Linked DNA regions of Mus musculus: all the other regions are linked to region 1. The links are chromatin contacts, called in public HiChIP or PLAC-seq and promoter capture Hi-C maps. All regions are on one chromosome and are shown on one strand. The core of a region is the stretch at or near the end of the contact, and the rest is flanking DNA. Distances in the headings are between cores, read along the strand shown. Region 1 holds the start of Scrn1 (secernin 1). Region 2 holds the start of Wipf3 (WAS/WASL interacting protein family, member 3). Region 3 holds the start of Znrf2 (zinc and ring finger 2). Region 4 holds the start of Prr15 (proline rich 15).

What was found. Promoter capture Hi-C pulls out the DNA fragments that hold promoters and counts their contacts. HiChIP or PLAC-seq counts read pairs in DNA pulled down with a chosen protein or histone mark.
Region 2: a promoter capture Hi-C map of stem cell-derived epiblast-like cells shows a contact between it and region 1, with 2.8 times the contacts expected there. The contact joins the promoter of Wipf3 here to the promoter of Scrn1 in region 1. A contact is called at or near these places in 12 of 39 promoter capture datasets (the 3T3-L1 cell line, 3T3-L1-derived adipocytes, embryonic stem cells and 5 more), 4 of 484 Hi-C or Micro-C datasets (the N1E-115 cell line, cerebral cortex and embryonic stem cells), 1 of 115 datasets of contacts at active chromatin or transcription factors (pancreatic cancer cells) and 3 of 9 other capture datasets (adipose tissue, liver and pancreatic islet).
Region 3: a contact with region 1 is called in an HNF4G HiChIP or PLAC-seq map of pancreatic cancer cells. The contact joins the promoter of Znrf2 here to the promoter of Scrn1 in region 1. A contact is called at or near these places in 3 of 39 promoter capture datasets (the C10 cell line, cranial neural crest and embryonic stem cells), 1 of 484 Hi-C or Micro-C datasets (embryonic stem cells), 5 of 115 datasets of contacts at active chromatin or transcription factors (the SCID.adh cell line, bone marrow-derived macrophages, embryonic stem cells and 2 more) and 2 of 9 other capture datasets (adipose tissue and pancreatic islet).
Region 4: a contact with region 1 is called in a promoter capture Hi-C map of liver, with 3 times the contacts expected there. The contact joins the promoter of Prr15 here to the promoter of Scrn1 in region 1. A contact is called at or near these places in 8 of 39 promoter capture datasets (the 3T3-L1 cell line, cranial neural crest, embryonic stem cells and 3 more), 1 of 484 Hi-C or Micro-C datasets (cerebellum) and 1 of 115 datasets of contacts at active chromatin or transcription factors (pancreatic cancer cells).

The regions. Positions count from the first base shown.
Region 1 is chr6:54,561,605-54,567,980 of GRCm38.p6, reverse strand. Scrn1 (secernin 1) reads left to right here and starts at 1,599. Exons shown (of 8, transcript NM_027268.2): 1 at 1,599-1,741.
Region 2 is chr6:54,427,259-54,432,851 of GRCm38.p6, reverse strand. Wipf3 (WAS/WASL interacting protein family, member 3) reads right to left here and starts at 3,166. Exons shown (of 9, transcript NM_001167860.2): 1 at 2,992-3,166. 9130019P16Rik (RIKEN cDNA 9130019P16 gene) reads left to right here and starts at 2,631. Exons shown (of 14, transcript NR_033635.1): 1 at 2,631-3,531.
Region 3 is chr6:54,814,448-54,820,184 of GRCm38.p6, reverse strand. It overlaps Znrf2 (zinc and ring finger 2), which reads right to left and starts at 3,269. Exons shown (of 5, transcript NM_199143.2): 1 at 2,713-3,269. The coding sequence starts at 3,169.
Region 4 is chr6:54,324,550-54,330,945 of GRCm38.p6, reverse strand. It overlaps Prr15 (proline rich 15), which reads right to left and starts at 4,045. Exons shown (of 2, transcript NM_030024.3): 1 at 3,636-4,045; 2 at 746-1,827. The coding sequence starts at 1,687. The coding sequence ends at 1,319. The region is part of intron 4 of 9130019P16Rik (RIKEN cDNA 9130019P16 gene); the gene reads left to right. It also overlaps the pseudogene Gm34169.

The DNA of each region.
Region 1 (6,376 bases), core at 350-2,849:
ACTCAAGTTTCCTGGTCCCAGCTCTGGAGACTGACGTCAGAAGTTACCAGGGAGGCCCCAGGTCAAGCTCTTTAGGAGTTTTGAAAGTTATTAGCCACATGCATTAGGCTACACAGTTTATTGTTTGCAGTAAATAAACAAAGCACCTTTGTGTTCTAAGTCTGTGAACCAATGGTCTTTTCTGTAGAATCTATTGATGGTTCCTGCCACATTCCCTCATCCTTCTCCCACTGTCTGCTTCCTCACCTGACAAGCTACAAGCACACACTGATTTAAGAGGACATGGGAAAGTCTCCTTACCTGGTGGCCAGTCATCAGCTCTCTTCCCTTTGGAATCTCCTGTTACAGTTTCTTATGGATCTTTCCAAAAGTAGTCTAAGCATTTGCAAAAGGAAGTGTATATATTTTCACACACACACACGCGCACACACACACACACACACACACACACACACACACACTGTTCTGCACCTAACCTATCCCCACTTTAGCCTTTTACTTGGTATAAGTTGGAAGTCTTGAATTAGTACACAGACAATGATCTCATCTTTAAATCTTTAAAATATGCTGGATGGAATTCCATGGTATTTATAGGCTGAATTTCATTCAATCTTTTAGTTTTTGAGACAAGGTGTTACTATGTAGCCTTGTCAGCCTCCCTAATTGTGTGTACCACCACTGTGAGGTTTGGTTCTAGTCGTTGCTGACACAAATAATATGGCCCCCCCAGAATCCTCCTGCTCATTTCACACCCGTGTCCTTTCTTCTATAAGATGAATTCCAAAAGTCCAAAAGTGGAATCAGGTGAAAGGCTACATATGTTCTTATCTTGAGAGATATTGTCATACACACACACACACACACACACACACACACACACACACACACAAACACACACACCATAGAGACTATAAAACTTTGATTTGTGTTCATCTGATAACTGGAAAATACATGTGAATCTGCTGCTGCCCGCTGCTGCTACTCTCTTCCCAGTGGACTCTTACAGCCTTTTCTTATCGAGGTAGATCGGGTCTCAGCCCCTGAGGCGTTGTTATCAAAAGCCTTGAGGTGGGCATCACCTCTTTCCCTGTCAAAAGTTTATTAACCCTGGTGTGGAATCTTGCCTTTGTTACTTGCTGCATGACCTTGGTCCACAGAGTGTGAATATGCTGCATCGTCTGGTTTATGAGCACGATCACAATCGGTTAACATTAGGGAAGGACTTTGACACATTGAATCAACCAAATGAAGAATGCATATCTCTGCAGGGAATTCTCGCCAGGCACCAAGGCTCAGACTAGCAACCACACAGTAAAATGTTGCCAGGAGAAAGCAGGACCTGGCTCCTTAAAGCTCTGGTTCCTCCCTTCGAGAGAGTTTCAACCAAGAAATAAAAATCTAGAAAGAAAGGAACCACTTTCTGTTGAGTCCCGCCCCCTCTGCTGTTCTTGGGGGCTCCTGGTGCCCTCCCCTCCCAGGCGGGGCGGGCTCTGAGGCCTCAGCTGTCAAACACAACGAGTCCTGGGGCCCAGAGCACCGGGAGGCGGAGGGTGGGTCTGCGGTCGCGTGACCAAACCAGCTGTTAGCCGGGGGCTGGAGAGCCTGGAGTCTGGGAAACCGGAGCGCCGGCGGTCTTCTGCGCTACGGATGCAGAGGCTGTAACCTAGCCGCCGCAGCGCCCCCAACTCCGCAGTCGCAGCATCAGCACCGTTGGACCCGGCTGGAGCCGGCTGCTTGGCAGGTGAGCCTCAGGCTACGCGGGGAGCGCCGGGGCGCTGGCAGCTGCTCTTCCGCTGGGAGGTCACCACATTTCCCATTACAATTCTAACGCCTCGCGAGTGTGGACCAGGGAAGGGGAGATCGGAGGTTAGGTGGCCTCGGTCTGGCCCGACTTGAGATCAGGGACTTCGGGACGAAGCTACTGCAGCCTGGTCAGAATCTGCTCCTGCTCTCCATCCCGCATCCTTCCCGCACCTCCCTTTCAGTTTATAACCGGGTGCTGCTTTTTCTGGGCGCCGAGTTGCAAGGGCGCGGGAAGTGTCTCTGAGCTTCCCCGGGCCCCTGAGCTTCCCCTGGCGGCTCCTGCGGCTCCGTCTTGCGGCTAGCAGAGAGAGCCTGGCTCCTTCCCGAGTAATGCATCCGTGGCGCCTGACTAGGCCGCTACCCTTGGTCGCCGGGCGGAGTCCCGGTATCTGTGGTTATCCCCAAGGGCCAGTGAGCTGGCACCAGACATTGCTTCGCTCCAGGCCTCACCCCTGCACACTGGAATCCGGGTGGGGTCATGGCAGGTGTCTCGACCCTTGCTATCACTCCACCTCAGTTTACCCCTATCGTCTTGCTTTTTGTTTTTTGTCCAGGCAGAATTGCTAAATAATTGCTAATTATTTAGCGACCACAGTGAGGTCTGCAGGAGGATGAAAGGAGCGCCTGAATTTTAGAAAATCGGTTGGAATTTAGGAATAAAAATGTGATCACACCCATTTGCGTTTAAGGCAACTTACTATTTTCTGTCTCCCAAGTTGACCTGGTAGGGTTCTGTTAAATAGAGGTGTATTTCTGTGTAATTGTAGCTTGTTAAGTGCTTCTTCCTGGTTTTGTGTGTGTGTGTGTGTGTGTGTGTGTGTGTGTGTGTGTGTTTACTGTGCTTCACGCCTGCCTAAATCCTCATCACTTGCTGAGTAAACCTATGCTAATTCAAAATGGCAGCATGAAAAATCAGGCCAGGCGGAACCCTAGCAGACCACAGCCAACTGCAGCTGCCCCGGGCTTGAGCTGCTGAGAGAAACAGCAGGAGGAAAAGGCTCTGCTGTGTATAGGCAGGGAGTGTACTTGGAGCTGGTTAAAGCTGAGTGAAGTTGCAGTGCCTTGGGGAGCAAGTGGGAAGTTTAGGGAGCTACAGCTGGTTTCCCTAACTTGTCAAAAGCCTAACTGAAACTCTAATTTGGTCTGATTTTCTTTAGACCCATTTAAAGTCAACTGTGCAGAATACAACTGTGCACAGCTTACATACTTTTGTACCTTACGAGTGGCTTTATAAAGGATGGGCGTATCATGTAAACACCCTCCGGGAATAGTGCACACACCAATCCATACAGGGGATGGCACCGGAAGGGCTGATTTAGCCCTTCAGCACCCAGGCTCTAGGATTGCAAATTCTTGAAAGGTGACTCATTTCAGGATTTTTTTTCTTCTTCTTCATAAAGCAGCTTTTCTTTTGATTTTCACTGCAGGGCTGCCAGCCATCTTGTCTTTTAGGAAAGAGGAAGTGCTGCGTGAGTGAGGAAGCAGGTGCCTTAGGGATAATGAGCAGAGAGGATGCTATCTCTGAGGGTTAGGTATAGCGGAGCTGGCAGGCGCTGAACAAGCTTGCCACAGACAACAGAGAGGTTACATTGCAGGGCGGATGGACCACTAAGGTCGTACCTATGGCTGCAGCTGAGGAAGAGGACTCCTGTAGCTTTTTCCTCTTCAAAGTGCCACATGCTACCTCATAAAGTCTAAAGGGGAGAGCAGGTTTGCCCTGAATATCCGAGCAAAGGGCAGCAAACTGTAATGGATTTAAAAACTCAGGTGTTTAAGGGGCTACACCTCCCCCTGCCCACAGGCCCATTTAACTGACCGAATGAAGGCATGAAGGTGTCCATCTTAGGCTCAGCTCACCTTTTCTAGTGATGAAACTGCGTCTCTACGTAAGAACCACAACTTTGGTTGTAACCAAATCTTTGAGGTGGGAAATATATCTTCTGAAAAACTGGTAGCTTGTCTTGTATTGATGGACAACTCTTAGGTACACTTACCTTGTCAAGAAACAAAGTAGGCTAGGTGCCTTTAATGTAAAAATAAATGACAAGCCTGGGTTGAAACAGCTCTAGAGCTATTTAGAAGCTGGTTTTTTCTATAACGTGAATTTTAGTTGTGAATTGGTGACCCCAGGTCTTTGAGAGCAGAGCTGGGGCCTCTGCATGGGTTAGTGTTCTGTTGGGTGGGTGGGTGGGGGATGGAAAATCTGCCTTTCTGCTTTTGCAGACAATTACTGCAGAGAAGAGGGTAGTGGGAGCCAGGTATGGAGAGAGATGCCATAGTGAAGGCAGATGCAGCTGTGGCATGTGCCACCTAAAACTGTTGTTGGCATCAGAACGTGAAGCCATGTTGAAGAAACTGAAAAATAGTAAGTTTTATAAATGAGCAGCCCGGGCCCGGGTCTGGTTTTAATCTTGGCGTACAAGAGGGTGAAGCAGTGGATTTCCATGAGTCTGAGGCCAACCTGGTTTATCCAGTGAGATCCAGGACAGCCAGAGCTATACAGTGATATTCAGTCTCCAAACAAGCAAACAAACAGCTAACCTGGAAACAAAAACCCAAGCACAGACTTGGGAGTGTAGTTCAGCAGCTGAGCTCCTGCCTACTGTGTTCCTAGCCCCGGGTTCCATCTCCTGGGTTCCGTCTCCAGCATTGCAATGAACAGGCAGACAGACAGACAGACATGCATGAGGTTTCTATTTTTGGAGAAAAATAAGCATAGAAGTAAGCAAATGGGATTTAAAAAAAAAACTCACCACTTTTTGGTCCATGGAAGACACTGGCTCTGTGCCTTTTAAGCATTTAAAATATGGCTAGTCCAGAAAAAGATGCCTTGTGGGTGTAAAATTTGCACCAGATCTCAAAAACTGATGTGAAAAAGAATTTAAAATAAATTTAAGTATTTTTTATACTGATAGGGTACTGATGTGTATGATATATATTGGATCAAATAAAATATGTTTTTAAAAAAATGTTCACCAGCTTTTCTTTGCCTTTTAAAATGTAGATACTGGATAATATTAAACTTGTATACGTGGTTGATATCTGTCTTGTATTATTGTTGGGCAGTGTTGGTGTGGGCCATTATCAGGAAGTAGAGATTGTCAAGAGGCCCTTGATACTGCTTGTAACACTGGGTATAAAGAGGCAGGAGGAGGAAGAAGAGGAGAAGGAAGAGGAGGAGGAGGAGGAAGAAGAAGAGAGATTAAAGGGAGTGAGTGGTTGATGACACTGGATGAGAGGGCACTATGTGGTGGGCATGAACACCTCAATTAGAAGATATTCTCTCTCTCTCTCTCTCTCTCCTCCCTCCCTCCCCTCTCTCTCTGTTTGTTTTTTGTTTGTTTGTTTGTTTTTCTGGTATGGGAATCAAACCCAGAGCCTTGTGCACATTGGCAAGGGACCTGTTCTAGTTTCATTTTCATGGTGATTAATGCGCTCTGATGAAAACCAACATCAGGGAGAAATGGCATGGGGAGGTCGAAGCAGCGAGACCTGGAAACAACTGCTCACGTTGCATCCATGACCAAGAGCTGAGGGAAATTGAACGCACATGCTCACTTGCTCACGTGCTCGGGTGCTTGACTGCTTGTGTTCAGCTTGACTTTGCCCCTCGTATACAACCCAGGGACCCTCGGCTAGAGAGAGGTGCTATCCACACTCGGATGTGTCTGCTCACATCAGTTAATTTTCTTAAGGCACTCTCCCATGGATATGATCATAGGTCATCCTAATTCTTCAGGGAGACTCTTCCCAGGTGATCTAGGTTATGTCAAGTTGACAAGCACAGCTAACCATCAATCACAAACTATCACTGAGCTGTGGCCAAACCGTATGAGATGTTTTAAAATTGAATAAGCAGACAATGCAGTGACCTTTGGGTTGGAGCCCCTGGAGTGGGTGTTGGCAGATTGTTATGGTAGTTAGCAGGGACGGACTGTTAATGCTCCCGTGTAGCTCCAAGTCTAACCTGCCCAGCCTGAGATGGCTCTGTTCTCCCGTCCACACGGGGGGGGGGGGCGGGGGGGGGATGTCACCCAGTGCAGAAAGAGACTTGGCCTGAAGTTGGGTTCACTGGGTCCTAGCAGTGGCCCCGCTCTAACCAGGCATATGTCCTTCAGTAAGCCACTCATTTCTTGTCTCCTTTGATAAAAATGACAATCTACCAGCTTCACACTGAGTACACAATGATTGCATGGATGCCAACTGTGTCATTCTTGTGCTTGCTATATTCAAGGCTGCCTGGGTAGAAGTCTGAGGTCTGTAACTCAGACTACCCAGAAGGCATGAACATTTTAGCTGAGATTGTTTCTTGCAATCTGCCATTTTGCCATTTCCCTGGTCCTGGTGCCTTCTTGGTTCTTTGCTGTTCTTGTCTCCCATGTTTTACAACCAGAGGATGATGGTACAATAAACAAGCTTAGAGACATAGAGCTGCAAGCACAGCACTGAACACCAGGCCTACTTTTTCCTTTGGTCCAGAGAGCTGGAGAATAGTGGGATTCAATGAAACTGTAGTTAAGGGAATACGGTAATTTACATTGCAGTAGATAGATGGATGGACATATCCAAGGTG
Region 2 (5,593 bases), core at 1,917-4,416, 140 kb after region 1:
CAGGGGACCCCCACACAGATTTCTTGGTAGGCCTGCTCAGTGTCCTCGACTCCTAAACCTCATAGTCTAAGAAGACAAGCATTCAATGTGAAGCCAGAAGCGTGTGGTAAAACAAACATGTTCCCATGTCTCCAAGTTTGGGACTCAAAGCAGACACAGCAGGACATTCGGTCATATAACAGGGCAAATTTCCCAGGATGTCACTCTTTATAATGTGACTTTGTCCTGAAAATTTATCACATGCATACAAGACATTTTATTTATTCTATTAAGTTACGTTTTATAAGTTGATTTTACATTTTTTTGGTTTTGATTTTGATTGTTTTTTGTTTGTATGTGTGTGCGTGTGTGCGTGTGTGCGCGTGTGTGTGTGTGTGTGTGCGTGTGTGCGTGTGTGTGTGTGTCACTGAACTTCTGGAGGTCAGAAAACAATTTGCAGGGTCAATTCTCTCACCACGTGGATTCTGAGGGTTGAACTACAGTTTTTAGGCTTGGCACAAGCTCCTTTACCCACTAAGCCATCTTGCCTGCCCTTTAATAGATGTTTAAACTTTAGCACTGATATCTATTATATCTGTCAAGCATAGAAGGCAGGGAAAGTTGAGGCTACCTGGTGAAAACCCTGTCTGTTCTTCAGTGCTAATTGCATTTGATGTGGCGGCTCTCTCTCTCTCTCTCTCTCTCTCTCTCTCTCTCTCTCTCTCTGGCTCTATTATCCCTTTTGTGTGTGTGTTGGAATGACTGCAAAATCTCAACCTGTACTCTACGGTTGCTGAACAATAATCGCCTAAAAAGAGCGTTGCCAGGCTGGGCCAGCTGGCTGTCTCCCATTCCTGAAACTGAATGTTCTTAGACACACGCGCTCTCCTCCGCCCCTTCTGCTGCCTGCTGACTCAGTGTAGCACCAAGTCACACTCCCAAGTGCCTGAAACCGAGGCTCCTGGAAGGACTAAAAAGGGGTATACAGCAGCTCTACCAAGGCAGCCTGACATCTCTGCGCAGATTTGGGCACCAACAATTGGATGTGGGCGGTGCACTTCCAGTTTGAAGTGTACAGACCCAGGTCCCTGTCCTCGGCACACTCAGCTAACCCCTGTCTCTTTGCATTTCTCATCTGTGGAAAGGCACAATAGTTACAGGAACCACAGGGCTTGAGTTAATGCATATGGAAGCATCTACAGTGCCTGGCCATTTCCTGCTACTTCCCCACTGGTTTTCTCTCCCCTGTCCTTCTCCCTGTTTTCCTGATTTGGTTTTGCTTTAAAATGCATCTCTAAAGTACATTAGCTGGCAGACTTCAGCAGCCTGTGCCCTGCCATGCCCAGTGCCCTTCAGCATCAAATATCCACTTACGTTGTTATTGAAGTAAAAAAAAAAAAAAAAAAAAAAAGCCCCAAGTGATGTGCACAAGTCTAAAGCACACAACTTCCTGAGTTTCTATGTATGGGGAGCATGTCTAGACCTAAAGTGCCTTGAAGGTCTGCCCAGGCCAGTAGGAAGCCCAAAGGCAGTCCACTTCTGACCTCTACCACTACTTTACAGTTTAGAGAGGACAGCTTTTAGGAGAAGGCTGGGACTGGACAGGTAGTTTATCAGTGGAAACTCTGATCTTGTAGAACACTAGGACTCATTCCCAGCACCCACATAGTGGTTCAGGGACATTACATCCTTAACTCTAGTCCAGAGGATCCAGTGCCCTCTTCTGACCTCTAGGGGTTTCCTGGCACAGAGTCGTGCATAGACATACATGCCCGAAAAATACTTACATAGAAAGTAAAAGGAGTGAACATTAAAAACAAGGCTAGAGTGTCTGATGATTATAATACTAACTGGCAGCAAGAAACCCTCTCCTGGCCCTCTCTGAGGTGACGAAGGCAAAGACAGTGAGGCACACAAGCTTTTAAAGTCACACAAGTCTGCCCAACAAATGCTCTCACTTACATCCAAGGACCCCAGGCACAGAAGAGGAATACCACTGTCCCACTGGAAACTTTCCTCAGAGAGTCCCCAGACTGTGTGTGTGTCAGAGATACTTCTGGTTTTTCCTGAGGCCATTAGACAGGCTTCCTGGGTTTCTGGGCAGAACATCTACCCAACTCAGGTTCTCACACTCATGGCAGACACTCCAAGCACACAGAAGACATTGTTTCCACAGGGGAATGGATGCCTGGCATCCTACAGGAGAGCGTGTTCTTCTCCCAAGCTTGCTCCCCGTGAGCTCCTGGCTAGGTATCCGGGGGAATGGCCACAATTACCCAGTCCCGCACACCTCCAAAGGACTTTAAAGGCCATTTGTGGCCAGATGTAAATGGCTAGAGATAATGGATAGACAGACACATACACTCTCTGGCTCCTGACCTAGGCAGGCTTACAGATAAGCCTCGGGGAGTCAGGACTCAGCTCCTGGCCCGACTCTGTCACCAGGAACTGTGTGACCTTGGATAAGTCACTTTTTCCCTCAGGAATTGGCTTTCTTTCTGGGAAATGGTCCAGTATCCTCAGTCCTTGTCTGATTGTGCAGGTTCCCAGATCTCTCCTAATCGCCAGGGACCCTTCCTTAACATCCCCAACACAAGCAAGATCCGCCCTTTTGTTCTCAGGGGAGGGGTGGGGGGTGACGTGGGGGAAGGGAAGCAGAGCCCCCTTGGGGCATCAGACTAAGAGGCCTCCGTGCCAGAAGCTGATAACGGAAGAGTGCTGTCCTGGGAGGTCACCAGGGAGCCCTGAGGTGACCTGGTGTAGCCATGGTCCCTTTCCGACCCGTGGCGGGCAGGGAGCGAGTGGTTGCCGCTAGGGCTGCACGGAGCAGCTCCCAGACGTAGTCGCGGCTGGGGACTACAGTTTGGAGAGGGTCCTGGGCACTCTCACTCACCCAGCGTCTTTGACAACGCGGGAGGCCACTCTACCTCGGGACTGTCCCCAATACCCTCCGCGACAACCCCAATCGGCCACTTACTTAACCCAGGGCCCGGACGCGAGCAGAGCAGCTACCTGCAGCTGGCCGTAACCCGGCCGACTGGACTTTAGCTGGCGCCTCCGTCCCCGCTGTCCCCGTCGTCTCCGTCGTCCCCGTCGTCTCCGTCGTCCCCGTCGCCTCGAGGATCCCGGCTGGGCTGCAGACAGTGCCTGGCGTTGCTTCTGCGCGCCCGGCTAAGCTGGACTCTGCGCTCCTCGCTCGCTCCCAGCCGGGCTTAAGCGCTGCCGGGACGCGGAGGCGGAGCCGCCGCCCCCACCTGCTCCTGGCGGCCGCCCTGGAGCCTCGCCGCCCAGCGCACGGGGACGCGGTCCAGAGGGCGGGGTCGCTCTGGCACCCAGGAGGCGGTCCTGGCTGCGCGGCGGCGCAGCTCCCAGGTACAGAGTCCCGAGTGTGAGCCACGGGGACAATGGGGCCAAGGGCTGGAGTTCCCCTGCACGCCACCTCGTCTATATATTACAAACATTTCTGAGCCCTCGCTAAGCCCCAGACAGCGCGTATATGCAAGGGGACAAAAGGAGAATGGGACAGCCGGTTGTCCCGATGAGCACAAGCAGGTACTTACAATACGGAGCCAAGAGAACATCCAACGTGTACAAAGCAGAGGGACACCCAATTCAGACCTGGGCTTGAGAGGCAGGGGTGGGTGTGTGGGTGGAGAGAGCTGGGGGGCGGGAGGGGGAGGTAGAGAAGCTTGCTCTCAGAGATAGGTGAGCACAAAATATCCTGGTAACACAGGGAGGTAAGTAGCTTCCGGTGGGGCAGAAGTGGGAAGAAGGCAGTTTGAAATCTAGAGTGAAGCGAGTCTGTCCCATTTCCCTGTCCGGCTGTCCAGAGCTTGGAGAATGCTGGAGATTTATGCCTGAGGCTCCTGTGTACACTCAGCTGCTCCAAGTGCAGCAATTCAGGCTGGCATTTCCTGCCTCTCACATCTTAGGCATACTTGTGTTCTGGTTCGAAAAGGAAGGAAAGCTCAATTTGCAGAGAAGAATTATTTCCATGGCCATGTAGAAATCCCACCAGGTCTTCTACGGAGCCCCAAAGCACAAACTAGTTGCATGGCCAGTCATTTATCTTACAAGCTGGGCGGTTTCTGGAGGATATACTAATTCAGCTTTTTAAATGCTTGATTCAAAGTGATGGTGTCTGCAGAGTGGGGCTATTTGGGGCTGAAAACATCATGAAGTTGTTGTGTTCAAGAACCCAGTGTCTCATGGCACAAGTGGTCCTTCTTGCATCCTTTTTCTCTGGACATTGCAACAGGATTCAGTCTCTGGGAGCCACGTTCCAAATACCTAAGCCGCTCTCCCCATCGTCTCTATGGACAGAATCCAGAGTGATGACCAGTTAAAGACTAAAGACTATAGTGCCAGTGCCTTTCCTGATCACCGAGACTTTCTTAGCACACTAGCTGAGTTCAATTCCCAGTACTACCAAAAGAAAACAAAGCAAAGCCCCTCAAACAACAACAACAACAACCATAATAAACCTTATCAAAGTTAATATAGTAGGAATAGATGAGATAGCTTGGCTAGTAAAGGCACTTGTTACCTGGCGACCTCCATTGGATTGATAAATTGGAAGTGGGAGTTGTGTGTATCTGTGTGTCTGTCTGTCTGTCTGTCTGTCTGTCTGCCTCTGCCCTTCCATTCCCTATTCTCTTTATGCTTCAGTATCTAGTGATGCTACACCTAGATTTTAACCAAGAAACAACTAATGTGTTACCACCACTATCTACAACAGAGTAGAAGATGGAGACAGTGTGGTGTTGCTAAGCACCTGAGACAAAGCCAGCAGCTATCCAACTCTGGTCTATTTATTAGATGGAAAAAAAAAATGCTGTTTGTATAAACCACTGATATGGGGGCTTCTCTCTCTCTCTTTCTTTCTTTCTTTCTTTCTTTCTTTCTTTCTTTCTTTCTTTCTTTCCTTCTCTCTTTCTTACACTAGTATTTATTTATTTACTACCCATTTTGTTCCAAATAGGAGAGTCCTATTTGGGAAATAACAGTTTTTAGAGGTCCAATCTTACAGTTAAGTGTATTTCTAGTGGAAAAATGTAACTTGAGAAGAATAAACCTTCCCATCTCCTCCCATCGTTCACCAAACACCTGCGGTAGCTCACTTCCAGGTGTATGTTTATGATGGTTCTGCAACTTCTTGGGATCTTTAGTAGAAAGGTACCAAGGAAGCCCAGGTGGTTTGCAGCATGTCTTCGCTTCACCATGCCAAATATTTACAAACCAGCTCTTACATGATGAAAGTGCTCTGGTACTCAGAGAACAAAGATGGATTTGCAGCTCTGTCCTCTAGGAAGTAGCAGCTTAGCTGACAGGAAGGTGAGAGGGGCCCTGAGGTTCTGGGTGAAGGGTGATGCTTCCTGGATGGAGAGCTGATACAGAAGGGATGGACCTGCGGGAGGAAGTAATGATCACCTGAGCAAGCTCAGAGTTCAGCTTAGTGTTAAAAAGGAAGCTCAGAAGTTAACAGGCTTGTCCAAGTCAGGGGGTTTCTGAGAAGAAGAGCTGTATATGAAAATGAATCCACAACATTCCTTTCTGCCTCACTGCCCGGCCCAGAGCCTAATGAAGGGCATGTTCACTGGGGCAGCAGCTGGAT
Region 3 (5,737 bases), core at 2,020-4,519, 250 kb before region 1:
ATGGGGGGGGGACGACTTGTGTTCACTGTATATACAGTATTCACCTCAGCAGTCTAGGAGTAAATGAAAACAAGACAGCCCTGCTTGCTCTAAAAACTCCACACAGATTCTAATTATCTCCTAATCTCCATGAGAACTCAATGGCTACAAGCTGAAACATCTGGTCACTCACCTCCCTTCCAGTCACTTAATTCTCTAGAGAAAATAAAGAATGTGTGCAGCCAAACCAGAGAGCAGACAGCAACAATCATCACAGAAAACCTGGCTCAGTGTGGGAACTCAGTGCCACAGAGAAGCTTACAAATCTACTGGCTATACTGCTGAACGGAAAACAGTGTAAAGAGTGACAGCTTACGTTTTCTCTTTCAATATATAGCATTGAGGGTCTACAAGGAACGATTCTTGTATTTTTAGTAGCATACTTTCTAGTTAAGAAACAGTATAGACATTAGTGCTTTATAGAGTTATAATAAGTACTTTCTGTTGATTTAGAAATACTTTCTCAATTTTCAGTTGGAGTCCATTATGTATGCCCTAACAATTCATAACTCAATAAACACTGCATATGCCCAACCTTTCCTGTAACTGAATAAACGCACTGGTATAAAACATAGTAAAGTGAAATTAATGTAAAGAATCAAGTCTGATTCCTTAAGGCAGCACATCATGCCCCCTCCACCTCAGGAGGACTAGAAACGTGCTTCAGTTAGCTTTCCTCGTGACTCCACCCACCGACATACACACACAAGTCTCATAATTAAAGCCCCTAAGGATGGACTTCACTGTTTGTAAATAGTTTAAGGTCACCACAAGTTTGATCCCTTCTCAAGTAAGGTCATTTCTGATCCTCTTTAGGCCTTTGTCAACTGAAGTTTCTCACATAAATGATTACTTTTCTCAAATGTCCCAAGAATAATACATGTCTGTGATAGTTCTTAATGAACTGGAGGAAAAAGTTGAAACCATTCCACACAATTGATGACTTTAAGCCTCAACCTCAGAGATCTGGATGAGCAAAGCTACAAGAATTAGCTTTTAAAAAAAGGTTTGCATTCCAACACTTGGCAAATAGGTCTTGCCAGTTTTTTAGGAATAGCAGGAAGGCCAGATAGCTGCCTTGCTCCAAACAGTTACTTTAACAAAATAAAAACATACATACATACTGACGACTCTAGTCAGAGAGAATCATCAGCCCTGAGAAAAACTGAATAAAAGTAGTATTCAGTACATAAAATATTAACTTCGAAATACTTTTCCTAGTCCTTTTTCTTGTTCCTATTTGTGATGATAACTGCTCAATGAAACTTAATTTTAAAAAAATATTTTTTAAATGTACCATTACTCTCCAATTCTCAGGAAACTACAGTGCCTCAAATCACTTTAAGGACATATTCTTTTCCTCAAAAAACAAGATTTAAAAAAAAAATGCTTTAACTTTCAGAAACACTGCTGTAATTATTGACATTGCAGAACTTACCATAAAGCAAGTTATTTGTCAGGCTAGGTGTTAGCTCTGTGGTAAAGAGCTTGCCTAACAAGCTCAGTAACTTAGGTTACAGTCCCAGAACCTCACAAGCAAAACAAATAAAAACACTTAAAAAATAATAAAGGTAGCTAAAAGCTAGGTGCTTTCATACCAAGCGTGCAAAATACCATTAAGATGGTAGAAACTACACATGACATTCTCACGAACCAACACTAGCTTCTGATTGCTTTGGAACAGGAATCAGTAAACACTGCTTCACCACATGTCTTACAGTTTCAAACACATGAATAAAAGGGTTTTTAAAACTGAAGGGATGATCCGGGCGTGGTCGCACACACGCCTTTAATCCCAGCACTTGGGAGGCAGAGGCAAGTGGATCTCTGAGTTCGAGGCCAGTCTGGTCTACAGAGTGAGTTCCAGGACAGCCAAGGCTACACAGAGAAAACCTGACTCAAAAAAATACACAAACAAACAAACAAATAAAAAACCTGAAGGGATATAGTTTACATCATTCTGTGCTTACGTGTAAATGTATAATACCAGTCTCATACCGAAAGGAGGTGGCAATATGCGGCTAAGTTCACATTTTCAGGATCAACTGCACCCTTTCTCCTGTTTCAAACAACTTAATTAAAAGCACATCACTGATCTCTAAATTGTTCCTTAACTCTAGTGAACACCGCTCTTCGAAAGACCTTGCCCAATTACTGCCTCTATAGGTAGAGTTGTGATCATTATAAAGATTATCTCTTTAAATAACTGTTCTTGAACTTTTCCACAATCCGCTTCAAACTAAGCAGTAGTGACATTAGCCACACTGTAAAAGTAGCAGTTTCGGGGGTTATGAAGCAACACTTTGCATTAACACATTTAACCAGAAAACAAGTATCCAGTAAGTAGGCAGGGCTATTTACAGAGACGCAAGGATCACAGCTTTGTTAGGAGTCTATCCAAAGGAGAGATAACTTCCTTTTTTCAAACACTCAAACATCCACGTGAGTCCCTTCTGGCTTTGGGCCTTTAAAACTGCTCGCCCTTCAGCTCCGGGGCAGAACTACACTCAGCCACTGATCTCCCCTGACTTCCTGGTACTAAAAGCTACAACCACGAGGCTGTTTCGTCAGTTTGTTTTAAAACAATACTTCTTCCATTCACCGCGTTGCAAGGAGGGAGTGGGGGGTGCGCTTCCCTAGCTGGGGAGCCGCTGCCAGGGCAGGGAGCCGTACCTCCAAACAAGTGCGGGGAGAGGTGGGCCGGGAGCGAGCCGATCACCAGACGCGGCCCGCCAGGGCCCCCGCCCGCCGGCCGGTCCCGGTCCCTAGCGCCGACGCTGTCCTCTGGGCTGCTGTGCACTGAGTCCTGTGAGCCGTACGGGCCGCCGCCGCCGCCAGCGCTGGGGATGCTGAAGGCCGACTGCGCCGCGCGGCCGCCCGACGCGCTGCCCACCGCCCCGCCGAGCGAGCGGCTACGGGGCGCTGCCGGGGCCGAGGCCGCCGCCGCCGCTGCAGCCGCCGCGCCGGCCGAGGCGCTGGGCTGCTGCGCGCCGGACACCGGGGCCGCGAAACGGGCCGCCCGAGCGCCGTCCGCCCCGCCGCCGCCGCTGCCGGTCCCGGAGGGCAGGTCCGAGCCCGAGTAGGCACGGGTGCGGCCGTTGGCGGCGGGGCCGCTCTGCTTGGCGCCCATGTCCGCGCCGCCCCGGGCCGCGAGCGAGCGAGCGAGCGAGCAAGCGAGAGAGGCGGGACGCAGCTCGCGGCTGCCGCTCAGGTAGCCGTGCGGACGCGGTCGCTGCCGGGCCGCCGCGACGGGCCGCTGCCGCTTGCTGCCGCGCTTCGCGGCCTCCGCACCGCCTCCTCCCGGGCGGCCGCTGTCACCGCCGCCATCCTCCGGCTCCCCGGCGGCTCGGAGAGTGGGAGGCGCCCGGCCGGATTGGGGGCCGCCTCCCTGCGCGCCAGCCGCTTGCAACGGGAAAGAGGAACGGGCGGCGCGCGCCCCGGCAACCGTCGCCTCGCGGCCGGCACTGGAGGAGCGGCGGCCGAATCGAGGCAAAGCGCAGAGATTGGGTCCCGCTGCTCTAGCTCTGCCCTACAACTAGGCCGACCCGCCCAGGCCCCGCCCAGCATGTGGTGATGGACAGACCGGTGGCTCCGCCCTCCAGGAGACTCCCCCACCACCAATCAGAAGGCGGCCCCTCCTGCCGCACGTGGCCTGTGAGCGCTGAAGAAAACCAAGTGCACCTTTTCCTGGCTAGGGCGTTCGTGGCAGTATCCCGTGTCTGGAGCTTTGAGTGGGTAGATAATGACCTTCGTTGGTATTGTATACACTGATTAAGCAAACAACAGTCTCAGCAATGAAGACGATTTAAAACAAAAAACAGTACAGGAGCGAAGGACAGAACGAAACAAGGGGAAGGCTGAAGCCAACTTGATCAGAATTATGCTAGGGGAAGGGAAGAGCAAAAAATTGGAAGAACGAACGATAATCCAGCTTGACCTTCAAAGGCAGAGCAAAAACTGAGGTGCAGAGACTATCTTCTCCCGAGATCCAGCCTTCGGGCCTAACACCAAGCCAAATTATGCAGGCTGTAAATTGTTTTACCTTTTTGGACTTTAGCTTCCTTGCCCAGAATGTTTGAGTTAAATCTCCAGAGCGATAGTAGCTTTAAAATCTTGTGGGTTTCTCTAAATGGAACTTAACAGGATTCTAAATGCCTTCCTGTGTGTGGTGCTTGGTCTAGCAGGCTCTGACCCTCCCATTTGGCGGGTACTGGTAGCATTGTCTATGTGCAAGTGTGTTTGTACAAACTGCAAAAATGCACTGTCGCTGTTTTACGCTTTTGTATTTGTGGTGAGTCATTTAAGTAGTGATTCTAGACATTCTTTCAGAAGATAAGGGAATGGAGGGTTGTTTGTTTGTTTGTTTGTTTGTTTTTAATTTGTGTGTGTGTGTGTATAAATGTTTTGCCTGCATGTAAGTTCCCCACGTGTGCCTGGTGCCCAGACTGAAGATCAGACGAAGGTATTCAATCCCTTGGAACTGTAGTTATAGTTAGATGTCACATGGCTGTGCAGGGAATCAAACCCAGTTCCTCTGCAAGAACAGCTAGTGCTCCTAACCGCTGAGCCATCGCTTCAGCCACAAGTTGGACTTTGTAAATAGGAGAAATGAGGCTTTATGAACAGGCTGGCCTGTAGTGCCCAGCTTCTGGAGAGAATGAATCGTGAGGATCACTTGAACCTTAGAATTCAAGGTCAGCCTAAGAAACAGCAAAAACCAGTCTCAATGAGAAGAGGGAGAAAGAAAGAAGAAAAAGAGGAAGAAGGGAGAAGAATATGAGGAAGAAATGTAGTTTTACATATATATGTTTATATATGTGCATAGTGCGTGATATATAGTTACTCTGAGCTTTCATATGATATATCCTCTGAGCTTTCATATGATATATCCTGTATTACATCATGTGGTCAAATGCCTTTTCCTGCAGATGTTACCAGTCACCCCATTCCTAGGACTGAAGACAGTGCTGTGCAACAATGGCTTCATAGCTCTCATTAAGGTGTTCATTAGACACTCAACAGACTATGGCAGTATAGTAGCTTTTCAGTGAAAGAGTGCATTCATGTTTTCCTGTCATATTAAAATCACTCTTTTATTTTAAAAAAAGGGTTTTTACTTTTTATTTATTTGTATATATGTATGTACGTGTGTATGTATGTATGTGGCTACCTCAAGCTATGGCCTCATGTGGTGTCAGAGGACAACTCACAGGAGTTCTTCTTCCTTGTAGGTTCTGGGGGATTGCTGCCTTTACTTGCTTGAGCCACCACGCTGTCCCTAAAATGATTCTTGAAAGTCACTCGTACCCTTACATTATTGCTCTTTGACAGCAGCAGTGTGGAGGAGATTCTTCTCTGTCCTTTCCTTGGTCTGCTTCTCTTAGGGCCTTCTCCTCTCTCTCCAGATAGTAATCCTATGAAGACTGTGTTTTATTACCAAGCAGCTGGGACTTCACTTACAATCTGTAGCTTTGTCACACCCCACCAGTTCTTCACACGTAAGAAACTTGTTCTTAGGTGTGCTCTTAAGTGTTCCTTAAGACAGCATTCTTCCTCTGGTACCTCCATTGGTTCTTTAATGAGAAGCAATGGACAGGAATCAAGACAGGATTGTAAACACACGCCAGAGTAGTATGGTCTAGCTAGGATTAGACCTTGATTCTATTCAGTGATGACTTTGGGACTGGGGCAATCCAAG
Region 4 (6,396 bases), core at 2,796-5,295, 240 kb after region 1:
AGCCCGGCCTTCCTACAGGAAGGCTCAGAGCCTCTCCGACCAGGTTATGGACTCTGGTCGACAAAGACTCACTTCTCCAAGAGGGCGATTCTTTTGCTTTGCATGTGCTTGTAAATGAAGCAGGTGTGCTGGGACAAGGTCTCAGCATCAATCTAGGGTACAATACTCTCTTGTCATCTGCTGAAAGCAGGCCCTATTCATTTACTCTTCTTCCTGAAGCTCATAAGAAAAGCAAATGGGTAGATTTGTTGTTGTTGTTGTTAAGAATCTTCAGCTTGAGAGATCAAAGGCTTTGAAATGAGATAAATGGAGACCCGGACTAAATGACATCGGCTTTGAAGCAACAGGTGGGGAGAGAAGCTTTGCACGAACCCAAAGAGCGCAGTCCGTGCGTGAAAATGTTTTTGGAGAATTATGATGAGGTTCACAATGGATGCTAGAAAGGGCGCATTAGTGGCTTTGTGAGTTACTCTGTGGAAATGCCCCGACAGATCAGGAGAATGCAAGGTAACGTGAATTGGTACCACTCCCTTCTATTGAATTTGGTTGGCAAATTGGAATAACTGGCAAACTGGTTCCAGCTGGGTGTTGCTGGTTTCTAGAAAAGTTCTTTGCCCAGCAGCTCTCCAACAGGAGCCGTGTGGTAAATGATTAACCCTGTCATTGAAGACCTTGCGTGCCTGCCTTTAAATACGACGAGTTTCAAAACTTAGAACAGAAAAAAAAAAGTATACAAAGCCACCCTAAGTCTTAATAACAATTTTAATAGTGCACACTAAACAGGCATACAGCTTTGGAGTCCTCGCTTAAGGCAATGTAACTTCTCAACGCCTCTACCTGGGAGGATCTTCTCACCCCGTCACATAGGAATCAACCTAGAGTAGTACCCTAAAGTGCATTTCTCAACCATTAAAAGCAGTGCTGTCCTTTGCTCTCCACAGTCCTCAGTACGAACACTCAGTTCCTTATTTGAGAAGCAGGAAGAGGGGTCACCTACTTATGGCCTCTGAAATACCCATCCAGCCTTGTCATTGCCACAGGTGACACCTCCGAATGACTTTTGTAAAAAACCAACTTCCTCAGCAGTAGACATCTGTCCTTCCCACAAAAAAAAAAAAAAAAAAAAAAAAAAAAATACTTACTCAGTCTCTGAGTCATGGAATTTTGAGGCCTCAGCTGACACTTCACTTTCTAGAACATATTAAATCTTGAAGGCCTTAGTCAACTGCATACTCTGAACTTGGGTGAAGCATCAAGTACTGGGTCTAGGGGTAATAGTGTTTTTCTCTTTCTGTGCAATCCTGGAAGCTTGTTCGGGCTATTGCTTGTCCTCCTGAGGGTCATCTGGAAAGTCAGCCTCCTCAGGGGACTTGTCTCCTTCAGGGAGCAGTGTGGCACGCATTTTCCTCTTCTCCTTGAATCTGCCAGAGCGTGAGATCTTCAAATTGCGCCGACTATTGCCTGTTTTCTCCTCACACAACTTATCTGACCTGAGGGACTCTCCGGGGTCCCCAAGGATATTGGAGTGCTGATTTTCTGGCAAGCTGCTAGTCCGATCTGAGTGAGGTGGTGAGGGTTCCTGGCCAGTCTCTGGCCGAACCTGAGGCTGCACCCCCACCGTAACTTCCTTGCTTTTCTTCCTGGTCAGAGATTTCCACCAGGGGCTGGAGCCGCCACTGTCCGCCATGGCCCATAGGCCAAGCACCCTGCGTGGGGAAGGGCCTGGGCCAGGACAGCTCCTCTCTTTTCTGTGGTCTCTGACTCTTCACTCCAGCCCTTCCAGGCTTCTCCCACGCAGACTTGCTGGATGGGAGTTGAGGGAGAGCCCTGCACAGAGAAAAAAAAAACAGAACTTGGGTTGGTCAAAGTAACATTCTACTCTCCTCAGAGTTGGAACTCATGGCAACTCTGTGACCACTGGCCACCTGCAGAACAACCCTGATCTACAAGGTTGAGTTCCTTGAACTCCCGCCCGACCTCAACCTTTGCCTTACCTCCCAAGCAAGTGCAGTAGCTATCCAGTGGAGATCAACCTGGCTCCAGAGGAAGTATGGGCTGGTCTGCCACTCAGCCTGACTGTATAAGGACCACTACAGGTGCCCACCTACCTACCCTACAACCGCTGCCAACCACTACATGTGCCCACCTACCCTTAGAACCGCCACCCTTCAGAGGAACACCAGGAGGGGAATGTGTGGGTGTGGGGTGGGGAACCTAGCTTGTCCTGCCCACTACAGATGAATAAAGATCAGGTATTTTCTTTATTAGTGATTGAAGAGGGAGTTCCCAGCCCATTGTGGGTTAGACTATTTCTGGGTTGGCAGTCTTGGGTTCTATAAGAAAGCAGGCTGAAATCCAGGCAGTGGTGGCACATGCCTTTAATCCCAGCAATCCGGAGGCGGGCAGAGGCAGGCAGATTTCTGAGTTCTAGGCCAGCCTGGTTTGAGTTCCAGGACAGCCAGGACTATACATAGAAACCCTGTCTCGAAAAACAAACAAACAAAGCAAAGCAAGCAAGCAGGCTGAGCAAGCCATAAGGAGCAAGCTAGTAAGCATGGCTCAAATTTCTGCAGTCTTTTTCTAGGATGAGCGGTGATGAGCGGTGTATCCAAGTGAGAAAGCGGGGAGCATAAATTCATGGTTGTGCTTACTTCAAACTGCTTCAAACCACTTCTGCCTTGTGATTTTCAGAGGCTGTCTAGACTTAACTTCCCTTGGAAACCGCCATCCCACTCTTCCTTTAACTCCCTAGAGCCAATCTCCACACTGTTGGAAGGCCGCGGGTCCCAACCCTTCTTTCATAGTTCTCTATCTCTTGAGGATTTTACTTATTGTAAACAAAGTCTTCTGGTACTTTTCTTTGCTGGTTGCCTTTCCATCCTCCAAAGGAGAGCGCCCAACCAGGAACTCCAGAAAACCATTGAATAACGGAGCCCAGACGCTCCTGATAGTGCAAGCCAGACTCTTGGCACACTTCCTGTGAGCGTGCTACTGGACACGGCCACCACGAGTGGGCAGGGCTCGCGCGCGCCGCCCATTTCTAGGTTTCAGCTCCGCCGCTTCGCAGCCCACGCACCGCGGCGCTCCTGGGATTCGCCAGTGCGCAGGAGGGAAACTTGTGCGGCCGTTTGTTGTTGCAGGTTCTCCCGGAACTGCCTGGTAGAGGAAGTCTCTGCGCCTACGGGGAGGCGCCATCTCCTCCCTGGGGATGTCCTGAGGACTCACTCGGACTGGGGCTTGAAAACCGTAAAAGCAGAACCAGCTCAAAGTTCTTTCCCTAAGAAAGGCGCCCACACCCTTAGGCACCGTCAACGTTGGGGTCTACAAACGTCTTACTCCCTATTCTGCAGATCGGAAAAACACCGCACCCCAAGGCATTTATTAATGGTGGTGGGCAGCCACCCAACACTTTCTTTTCCACAGTGACCAACTTGGTGTGTACGGAAAGGCTTTGTGAGAATTGCGCAAGGAAAAGATGGCAAATAATGCAAAAGTAGGCAGATCACTGTTCTGGGGGGGGCCTCTCCTCTGGCAGCAGGAGGAGGGGCACTGCAAAGCGCTAGACAGCATTCTCCAGGGACTTCGTAGCGCCAGGGCCTGCCTTGTGAGACGCAGAGGGACTCTGGTTCACTCACCTGTAGGGGCTTTCAGGGCCACTGCGGCGCCGCGCTGCGCCGCGCGGGCTGTCTAGAACACGGAGGGGGCGTCTCCGGGTGCCTGAAGCTTAGTCGCGGTGTCCCTTATCGCTGACTAGGAGAGATGCAGGAATCGTTGTTGCTGATCTCGCCCAACACCCCTGACACTCGCACACTGTCGGAACAACCTGGGGTTGGCAGCACGGTCCGCTCAGGTGGCAGGGACTGTCAGATCCTCCGCCCCAGGGTGAGTCTGGTCAGCCTTTCCCGGTGGGAGTCTCACATTCTAGGGCGCGTCCTTTCTTCCCGTTCACTCTGCTCTCTGGCCTCAGCTAGACAGGACCTGGGCTACTGACTCCGGCGCACTACCCTTCCTGAGCGTCCGTAGGAACGCGCTGAGACATCTGCCCACTTGCTGGTGGTTGGCCAAAGGCCTGAAGACACCAGAACTGAGGAGGAGGGGAGGGTCAGGGTGGGACAGGAGGCGGCCGCCAGGCTACAGGTGCAGGTAGGCGTCCCCGCCCTTCTGGGGACCAGATTGGACGAGGTTGCAAACGTGGTTCCAGCCCTGCGGACTCTGATTGGAGAAAAAGCTGTGCTGCGCCGCCTCCCTGCTCGCGTTCCGTTCTTGCGCTGAGGTTTGAGTCCCAAGGCTTTCAAATTTTCTAACTCGGAGAGCTGATTCAAACTCTGTCATTGTTTGGGAGTTTCAAGCGCCCTTACCTAAAAGACTAAGAGTTGAGAACCATGTCGTTGCTGTCATCGGGCGCTATCCTAGTACTATAACTCACTTGGGTCAACTCACTTGGGTTAACTCACTTGCTCATCAGACCGCCCCAGGCCTGGGCACTATGGCTCCTAACAGACCTGCAAAGGAACCATGGCTTTGCGGAGGTTAAACAGTTGTCCAGGATTGCATGCTGAAGGGCAATCTCGAAGTAACGGGGTTGGAAGTTTGATTCCAGCTTATCAGCTTGTTAGTCTTGGGTTCTTACCATAACTAAGTGCCTATGCTACAAAGCATCTTTCGCGTTTGGGCGACCGCGCATCGACACCCATCCAAGCATATTACTCCAGCCCAGAGCCACTGAGAGGGTGAACCAATGGGCCCCAGCACCGTGCAAGGTGCTTTAGCTCGGTGGTTATTTGTCAAAAACGGTATTAGAGGAGACATTTCTCTAACTAAGGCGAAGTTACGACTTGAAAGAGATTTTGGGGGTCTCTAGGCTTGCAGACATGCAAGTAGGACCCTTTCTTTGCCTCTAAGGTAGGCAGTCCAGGCAATTTGTCTGCTTTGAGCACTTTCTGCGGGACAAGCCTGGTGAGAGACAGATCACCAACCAACTCTGATCTCTTGCAATAAGGATTTGATAAGCAGGCAGGAATTTTATAGAGACTTTCAATACAGTAGGGAAGAGGAAAATACAAGGACTTGGTTGGTGTCTTAGTTTGGATTCAATTAAAAAATGAAAGATGAACATACACTGTGTATTTGGAAATGATTTGTTTCTAACCAGAGATTAGAGAACTCCCCTCCCCCTTCCTCCCTCTGCCCCTTTCTCTCTCCTCCCCCTTTCCCCTCCTTCTCTGCCCCCCTTCCTCCTTCCTTCCTTTCTTTATTGGTGGAATTTCACTATGTAACTAAGACTGGATTCAAACTCTGGCATACCACCAAAACTGACTCTTGAGGTTAGTTTTAAAGTGGGGACACTGAACCATAACACTGGTACTTGATAAAGACTAGTTGCCAGCTTTAAAGGAAGCTTTCCGGAGGCAGATGTCATATGATGAGAAAAGCTTGTCTGGGGAGTCGCCACCACCACCGTTTATGGAGCTGGGACATGCCCTTGTCAAGCACATTGTTGAAAGAATGAAGACACCAGGAAAAGGACACTAGCTTGCTGAATGGCTTTTCATCTAGTGTGGTTTTCACAAAGCCACAAGCATTTTCTCAATAAACAAATCCTTCATCTCTCAATAAGATAGCTCCTCAAATACATTCAGCAATGTCAAATGTCTCTGTTATGCCTCCTGGGTTGAGTGGAAGCACCTTATAAATGAGAGAACCACTAGATGGGGGTGAATATATCCATAGAAAGGTGAAGTGTGTGTGTGTGTGTGTGTGTGTGTGTGTGTGTGTGTGTGTGTGTGTGTGTGTGTAATGAATAGAGTCATGAAAAGCAGGGTAAACAGCAGCTAAGAGAGCCTCAAGGTGTGAAGGATGCTGGGCTTCTCAAGGCTCAAAGGGCAGGTGGGTGATGTAAGCACAGAGTGTGGCTGGGCAGACCTGGGAGGTGACACTGGGCAGCTGAGTAGGACACAGACTTTCAATGGCAGCTGGGACTGGGGCCAATGCAGAGTCTTAACAGTTGCTTTCTTGGCAAAATAAATGATCACCCACTTAAGGAATGAGTTTCTAGAACTGGGTGCTAGGAACTAAGGTCTTGGAGACCTTGCAGAATCTTGGAGTTTAGCGCTGACATTTTTGCTCAGCAAACCTGAAATTTCTGGAGGCGCTGGGAAACTGATCATGTCACTACATCTCTCCAGTAGGGGTGGGCTTTGGAAGGAATCTGAACAAATGCTTAAGGAATACAGCCGATCATACCAGAGAAACCAACGTACCCTGCACTCATCCTAGAGAACTGTGGTGTGTCTTGGCTTTGTTCTTCTTACTCTTGCTGACCTCACGTTCATATCTCCTGTTCTTGTCCTTTCCTTCTTTGTTAGCTCCATGCCTTTCTCCTTTTCTTCTCCATCT